Linked DNA regions of Acanthopagrus latus: region 1 is linked to region 2. The links are chromatin contacts, called in public Hi-C maps. All regions are on one chromosome and are shown on one strand. The core of a region is the stretch at or near the end of the contact, and the rest is flanking DNA. Distances in the headings are between cores, read along the strand shown. Region 1 holds the start of slc38a10 (putative sodium-coupled neutral amino acid transporter 10). Region 2 holds the start of fscn2b (fascin-2b).

Evidence for each region. Hi-C and Micro-C count contacts between places; a contact is called where the count stands out from the background.
Region 1: a Hi-C map of muscle shows a contact between it and region 2, with 3 times the contacts expected there. The contact joins the promoter of slc38a10 here to the promoter of fscn2b in region 2. A contact is called at or near these places in 3 of 4 Hi-C or Micro-C datasets (liver and muscle).

Annotation. Positions count from the first base shown.
Region 1 is chr20:9,041,664-9,045,200 of fAcaLat1.1, forward strand. It overlaps slc38a10 (putative sodium-coupled neutral amino acid transporter 10), which reads left to right and starts at 1,638. Exons shown (of 18, transcript XM_037080678.1): 1 at 1,638-1,873; 2 at 2,072-2,346. The coding sequence starts at 2,257.
Region 2 is chr20:8,895,618-8,899,429 of fAcaLat1.1, forward strand. It overlaps fscn2b (fascin-2b), which reads right to left and starts at 2,254. Exons shown (of 6, transcript XM_037081716.1): 1 at 2,162-2,254; 2 at 1,300-2,026. The coding sequence starts at 2,254.

The sequences.
Region 1 (3,537 bases), core at 388-2,887, 150 kb after region 2:
ACCCACTGGTAACACGGCGCTCCTACAGGCTGTTCAGATTCAGCTTCTTTCATTACGTAACGAAAGGAGCCATTTTCATACGCCGGCCTCCTCTGTGCAGAGATATCTGAGAGGGAGGTGTTCATTCCCGAGGTGAAGTTCGGTGTGTCCAGCAGTGAGACAGCAGAGTTTCGCAATGTCGTCGCTAGGGGCTGAACACGCAAATAGCTCTGTTGTTGGTTGTAAAAATCAACATCAGTGCCAATATTCTGTAACGTGGATCAGTACGAAGATCAGTCCCAACCATACCAGACCCAGCAATTGCATCCAAGCCACCGGAAAGTGTGGTCGCGGTTTGATAGTATTTACAGTTTCCTACGAGTATGGTTAAGTCAGCCTGAAGGCGGCTAACGAGTTAGCTCCGCTATGGTCCGCTATGCAGTGGCGTTTGAAGCGAGTCTCTCCTTCTGGGTCCAATTCTGGGTCAAACTGGTATGGCTGAGCGAAAAAATCTCCGCGAGCCATAGCGATACATCCACCGTAAACATTAGCGCATGCTAACTGCTAACGCAAGCGGCATCCTCTCCCTGAGAGTGACGTAGCAGGCAGGGCTCTCCAAGTAAAGGTGCAGACGCACAGACCGCTCTGAATAGAGCTCTATAGAGCGACTTTTAAACTGCTGAAATTCAAGACCACGCATGCGTTTGGGGCAATGTATATCAAATACAGTGTTGTTTGACCTCTGACAGCTGTGTGAAATTGATGAAAAACAGTATAATATGGGACCTTCAAAGATATTCATAGGGACTTCATCCGTTCTATATAAATTAGGCCTTTAACTGACTGTTACTTCTCATTGTTGTTTAATCTGTAGTTATTTTTCTTAATTAATCGACCAGTTGTTTGTTCTGTAACATGCCAGAGAATGGTGACAAATACTGATCAGTGTTTCCCAAATCTCATCATGACATCTTCAAATGACTTGTTTAGTCCATTACCTAAATATATTCAGTTTACTATCAATATTTACATTTCTCTGGAATCAGGGAATTTTTTTCTCAAAAAACAAACCTGAAACCAATTAATTTACGATGAAAACTAAAGGAAAGTGTCTGAAAAGTTAAGATGAAAATCACTCTTTAGCGGTGGAATGTGACTAAATGCATTTACTCAAGTACTGTACTTTACTTCAGTATTTCTATTTTCTACCACCACACTGTAGAGCCAAATTAGCACTTTTTCTCCTCTACAATTATTTGATAACTGTAGTTAGTGGTTACTTTGACAAAGGCCATAAGCAGAGACTGTTTGTGTTAGAGGTCAAAAGCTGAAAGCTTGAAACATTTAATCCTTTACATTGTATTTTCCAAGGTTATCACATGTTTTTTTAAAGTAAAATCTTCTGACAAGTAATTTGTAGGTATAGTAAAGAGTAAAAAGTACAGTACTTAACTGTGGTGGAGTATAATTTAATTTAAGTAGCATTAAAAGTAAATACTCAACTAAAGTACATGGCTACAGGGAGTTCCTAAGAAAATATGAGAATAACGGTGAACATGCTAGAAGCAAACAAGTACAACTAATGGTACCAGAGTCATGTCCCTCATGTGACCACTAGTGGGCGCCCGAGTCTTTCAGCAGTCTGACAGCAGCGCGCCGTGTTGTCTTCGGTCACTTCCTCGACTACAGTCCCCACTTCCTGGATACGCTTTCAGAAAGAACACCCAGGTTTTGACATCGTAATCCTACACAGAGTTTCTTCTAACCTGTAGCGTGTAAACACACTCAAACCAAGACGCGGTTTTCAACGACATATGACCGTTCTGTGTGAGGAAACTACCGATGATAACGTAAACAGGCCAGCGAGGCGGAGGCGCTGAAGTCGAGGAGAAAGGTGAAAAAGTAACGTTACTAACGGTTCACGGATGTTTGTAACAGCAGCGTTTGCCTGCTAGCGAAAATACTGATTTTAGTGCGGTAATATAGTTTATACTCGTGTTTCTGTTTGTTTAGTGTGTGTTTTACAGAATGACGAAAGCTTCAGGCGAGTCGAACATCAAACTCAGTTGTTGTCTCTTGTGTTTTCTCCCAGAGCGCCACGTCATTGATCGGCGGAGGAGTCAGAAAAACACACCCGGAATATAGTCCCCCAGTCCCCTCCGCCCCGAGGCAGGCACACGGTCAAACTGCACCGTGCACCTTCAATGAGCTGCTGTCGACGTGTCGTTTGACATTTTTCTTATCGAAGGGGGTTTCCTGTCAACAAGGGGGCTCAAAATGACGGCGTCCAACTGGGGTCTTATCATGAACGTGGTGAACAGCATCGTCGGAGTGAGCGTGCTCACCATGCCCTTCTGCTTCAAACAGGTGGGTCACCTGCGGCCGAGTGCGCGTACTCGCGAATGTGGAAATAAATGGTTCCCAGACACTCATCCGTCCCTGAACGCGTCCCCCATGTGATGACTGTACACAGCGGCAGGAGTAGCTCTTTAGATTATTCACCAAAGTAGCAGTATATTCTGTATTTAACACATGAGCAACAGAGTCAGTGGACGTTCACGTATACAGAATGACCAATGTTTGTTTTAATACAAGTCATAATAGGCCGATATTAATATAATGCATTCACATGCAACCAATACAATGATGTTGTAGTTTGTCAAGCTGGATCTCCTTTGTCTTGCATTATATACTGTTTGCTAGTTGCATTTCAGGAAACACATGTGGCTGTACACGCCCTATAACGACCTGATTAAATATTCTGTATATAATAAAAACCCCTGGCATGATTTCATCCCCAATACATCATCACTGAATTCATCAACAGCACAGAGGTTTTCACTCAAGTAGAAATTATCATGCTTCACTTTGTCATGATTCATTGAAATGATGTCATAAACAGTCAGATGTTGTTTGATGTTGACTTTTGCATATAGGCGTTTCTAATACTCAGTAAACATCAATGAAGACATAGAAACGCAAAATGTAAAAAAAAAAAAAAAAAACCTTTGGTGTAACACAACATGATTCAACCAGCTTGATGACTGTGCTTCATTTTAATCTTGCTGTGTTTATGCCCTCATCATACTAGAACATCACTGTGAAGGGAAATTTACCTAATAAGTGACTGTGCTATTGTAAAAGCCAGACAACTTCCTCATGATATCGATGGACGCTCGGTTGAACATAAACACTATCTCGGCATGTTGAATGACTGCATCAGTCTTTTAATTAATTGTCTTACAGGTTTAGGCACAAATACTAAAATTGTTTTTAAACCGTCTGTCTTTGCAGAAAGACATCATTGGGCTAAACACTTTGTGCGAGGCATTCCCCTCCAACCTCTACAAAACAGGGTTAAAAGGGAGGAGTATTCATACATTCAGTCCTAACGTCATTGTGATCACAGTCTGGTCTTAGGAACAAATGGGCTGTCAAGTTTGTCAGCCCACTTCCTGCCACACTTTCTCTCTGTCTTTGTTGTGTGTGACTATGAAACAAAGTGTACACAAGTAAACTGCAAGTTCAAAATTTGTGTGTTATTTATGTAGAAAGGGA
Region 2 (3,812 bases), core at 1,004-3,503:
CACTTGGCAAGTACGTCTAGTGCACTGCTGCCCGGATGAAACGTGATCTTCACAATTACAGTTTTTCTAGTTTTTACACTGATCAAAGAAATTCTGCCTTGTTTTTGAGGGAAAACTACTTTGAAGCCAGTGTGTAGCAGGTGTAATCCATCAGTGTAGTAGTGTGGTGTCATGGCTGCATACTGATCAAATAACCTCCACAGCCCTTTCACAAGACTGAGGAGTAAATACATAATACAGTATCAACAGAGCATTACTGTACAGCATATAGGTTACAAGCAGCTGTTTCAGTAAGCCCAAGCAGGCAAAAGCGTATTGTTAACACCATCATCCTACAAAGCCAGGAGGTTTATCTGAGAGGGAATGAAAGGGGATTTTCTGTAAGACCACCATTTATGATTTGGGATTTATATATATATATATATATATATAAAAAAAAAAAATATATATATATATATATATATATATATATATATATATATATATATATATATATATATATATATATATATATATATATATATAAAATCCCAAAGATTTGCCGCATTTTTACTACAGGTTGTCTACTTGAATAGCAGCAACGCCTCCTCTACCAATGCTCATTTTCAGCACAACACTAAAACTCAACAGAGATAGCAGTTATTCGCAACACGGCTGTACAATAAATTCATTATTTGACCATATCACTCACTAGTGTGAGACTTAATATGGACAGTAGACTAACCTAAATCAATTGCAGCCCTACAACGATTGGTGTATTCGTCTCAGGTCTCCCAGATGAGGCTGATAGTCTCCCATGTCAGCCTCATCTATCTTGTTTTCCTGGAAAGATGCTACTGTCCAATGGGATGTCAATGCATGTTGATGTGCAGACTACATTACCCATAATTACCACGCATCCCTTATCAGTTGTCAGTCATTAGTTTGGCCTATCCCCTTAACCATGAATATTCAGTAGCGCGTCCGCAATTTAATGTACTTCCGGTGAATTGTAAGCTCTGTGCAGTGTATAGTATGTACTGTATATAGGTGAGTAGTAGTAACTGTAGTAGTAGTAGTATTTGTTACCCCCTGCTATATTATGTATGTGTGTAGGTCAGTTTGTGTCGGCTAAAGGCTCATGTGACCATCCTCAATGGCACATGAGGTCAGCCTCCCTCTGTTTAATCAGACATTTGGGACTCAGTGTAAGACTTAAAGGAACTGAGAAAGCTGGAAGAGTTGAAGCTTGTGTGTGCATGCAAGGCTTCAGGGCAAAATCAGATCTGTGACTATCATCTCTTGCTGATGATTTCTTACCTTGTCTTATGGAGACATATCGCCCATTGGCTGCCATCAGAACCACCTGTGGGTGGCTCTCCTCAAGATCAAACAGTTCATCTTTGCCCGGCTTGGAACACCGTCCAGACCTCAGGGTGCCTGTAGGCCCCATGGGGGACAAATACTTCCCCTCACAGTCTTTAAAGGCCAGCTTCCCACACTTTAGCTCCAGTGTGTACGCTGTGGCCCTCCCATTCTCCATCAAGAGCTTCCCGTCATTGCTAAGGAAGCGGCTGTCGCAGGTCTTAATGCAGTACTTCCCGTCCAGGTAGACAAGGGTCAGGAGCGATGCCACCCCCCAGGGAATGTTCACATCCACAGCGATTTCACCATCCTCCATAGAGAGGTGGGCATAACGTTTGCGGGCCACCGACAGCAGGTTGGCCTGCGGATGCAGAGCCAGGTGAACTGCCCACAGCTCGGCATCTGTGATTAACTGGGCAAAGCAGGACAGGTAGTCCCGAGACCCACCGAAGAAGCGGAGGTGCTGCTCAGACTGCAGGGCCCAGCGACCGTCTGACTGAGCCACGATTAGGAAGCGGCAGTCGGAATTGTGCCCGTCAGCCTCACAGGTGACTCTGCCGTCCTTGTCAGAGGCAAGGTAGCGTCCCAGGTGGCTGCGCAAGTAGACCACCTGGGTATCCTGTGAGTCTTGCTCTAGAGTCCATTTCTGCTTCTTCTTCAAACTTGGTGCTGATGCATTCACCTGAACAAACAAAGAACATGAAGACTTTCAATCATTAGTCCTTACTACAACAACCCTGTGGCTAAAAGAATAAAGTACAGCTACATGGCACAGCATGCAAATATGTAATAATTCTTCTTTTATATCAGTATGCACCTTGAAGCCAAAGGACTCAGCAGTGAGGTAGCGACCCTCGTGGTTGATTAGACCAAACTGCAACTTCAGTGGACGGTTCCCATTAGCAGGCATCTTCACCTGTGGATTCAGGAATGTGAGAGACAAAGGGAGAACAAGGGGTGACACAAGTTAGGGATGGGGGAAAGAGCTAGGAAAGGAGAAAATGAGAGGTAAATAGACCTTACATGCGATGCAGGAGTGAAAGGGGGGATAAGGGTTTTAAAAGAGGTGAGGAATAAGGAAGGAGATGAAGTCATGGAGAATGATGAAATAAGAAAGTCTTAAAGACAGGAAATCAATTCATTAAGGTACAGTATATAAAGCACTCCCAAGACCACAAATTCCTTCCCCCGCCCATGGCTTCATTATAAATTTTTCCAGCTACAGCCTCCTAATTTACTTACAGTGGTTTTGTGGCTTCCCCTCTGCAGTTTCTGCGGCTCTAATTCCAGCTCCCAGATTTAAGAGGCTTTTTTCACCAAGCGTCCTCATGTAATTCTTTCTTTCTCTCTCCTCTCCTTCTCTTGCTGGCTCCCACGTTCGGCTGATCGGGTCTCCCGGCTCTCCTCCACCCGCTCCCTCTCGTCAGCCTAATCAGGTTAGAGTCAGCAAAGACTTGAGTCAACCTTGATCTGTCTTTAGTCCCGACTCCATCAACTCTTTTTCTCTGTAGACTAATTTTAATCTCGACAGCTTGTCTCCACTCCTACAGTCGACCCTGTCCCTCTCCCTCCGGTTGATCTCTCGTCTAGCTTCACTCCTGTCCTTGCTTGACTTGTTACTCACCCTGAAGGCTTAATCACCTGGTACCCCCTGACTAGCACTCCCTGGGGTTTTTCTGCCCCTCCTTTGGCTCCTTTGCCTACTATCTTTGGATCACGTCCAATACTCTGACCCTCTTCCTCACCTTCCTTGAAGTCCAGACTCTTCGTTCGTCAGACAAAAGTTTGATCAGTCAAGAAGAACATCCTCAGCGGTCCTGTAAATTTTATGGTAGCACACTGAAGGACTCCTTCACTCTTTCCCTAAACACAAGCCGTCCATCACAGCTGAACTCAGCAACAAAGGGTGCTCGCCTCTGTAATCTTAAGCCTCCCTCTGTCGCTTTTTCCTCCCATCCTCTCCTTCTCTCTCTCTGGCTTTCTCTAACCTGCCATGTGTATAATCCTGCCTTTCTCTGCCTCTGCGCTTTATTCTGAGCTCCTGCACTTCACCTCTTTCTGTGACACATAAAGACAGGTAAGTAGAAACAATGCGCACACACACATACACACACACAGCCGGGTAACCAGAGCACTCCCCGTGCCTTTGGGGTAGTTGCCTGAGTGCGGCTCCACTTACTTGCCTATGCTGAGGGTTTAGTTACACACCTTCTCTGATTGCAAGCTCTCTGGGTCAGTTCTAATGGGAAATGTGTCCAAGAAGCCGAGGGAGTCACACTTCACATCTGAATTTGGAATACAAGTGAAGGGGAGGGAAAGGAGATGACGAGTGTTGTAAAGGCAACAATAATAAGCTAATCAACATATGGGGTTTTGAATGAATGTGTGTGTGCAGCTCAAGTGCCTGCATGTGTGTGTGTGTGTGTGTGTGTGTATGTGTGTGTGTGTGTGTGTGAGTAATCAACCCT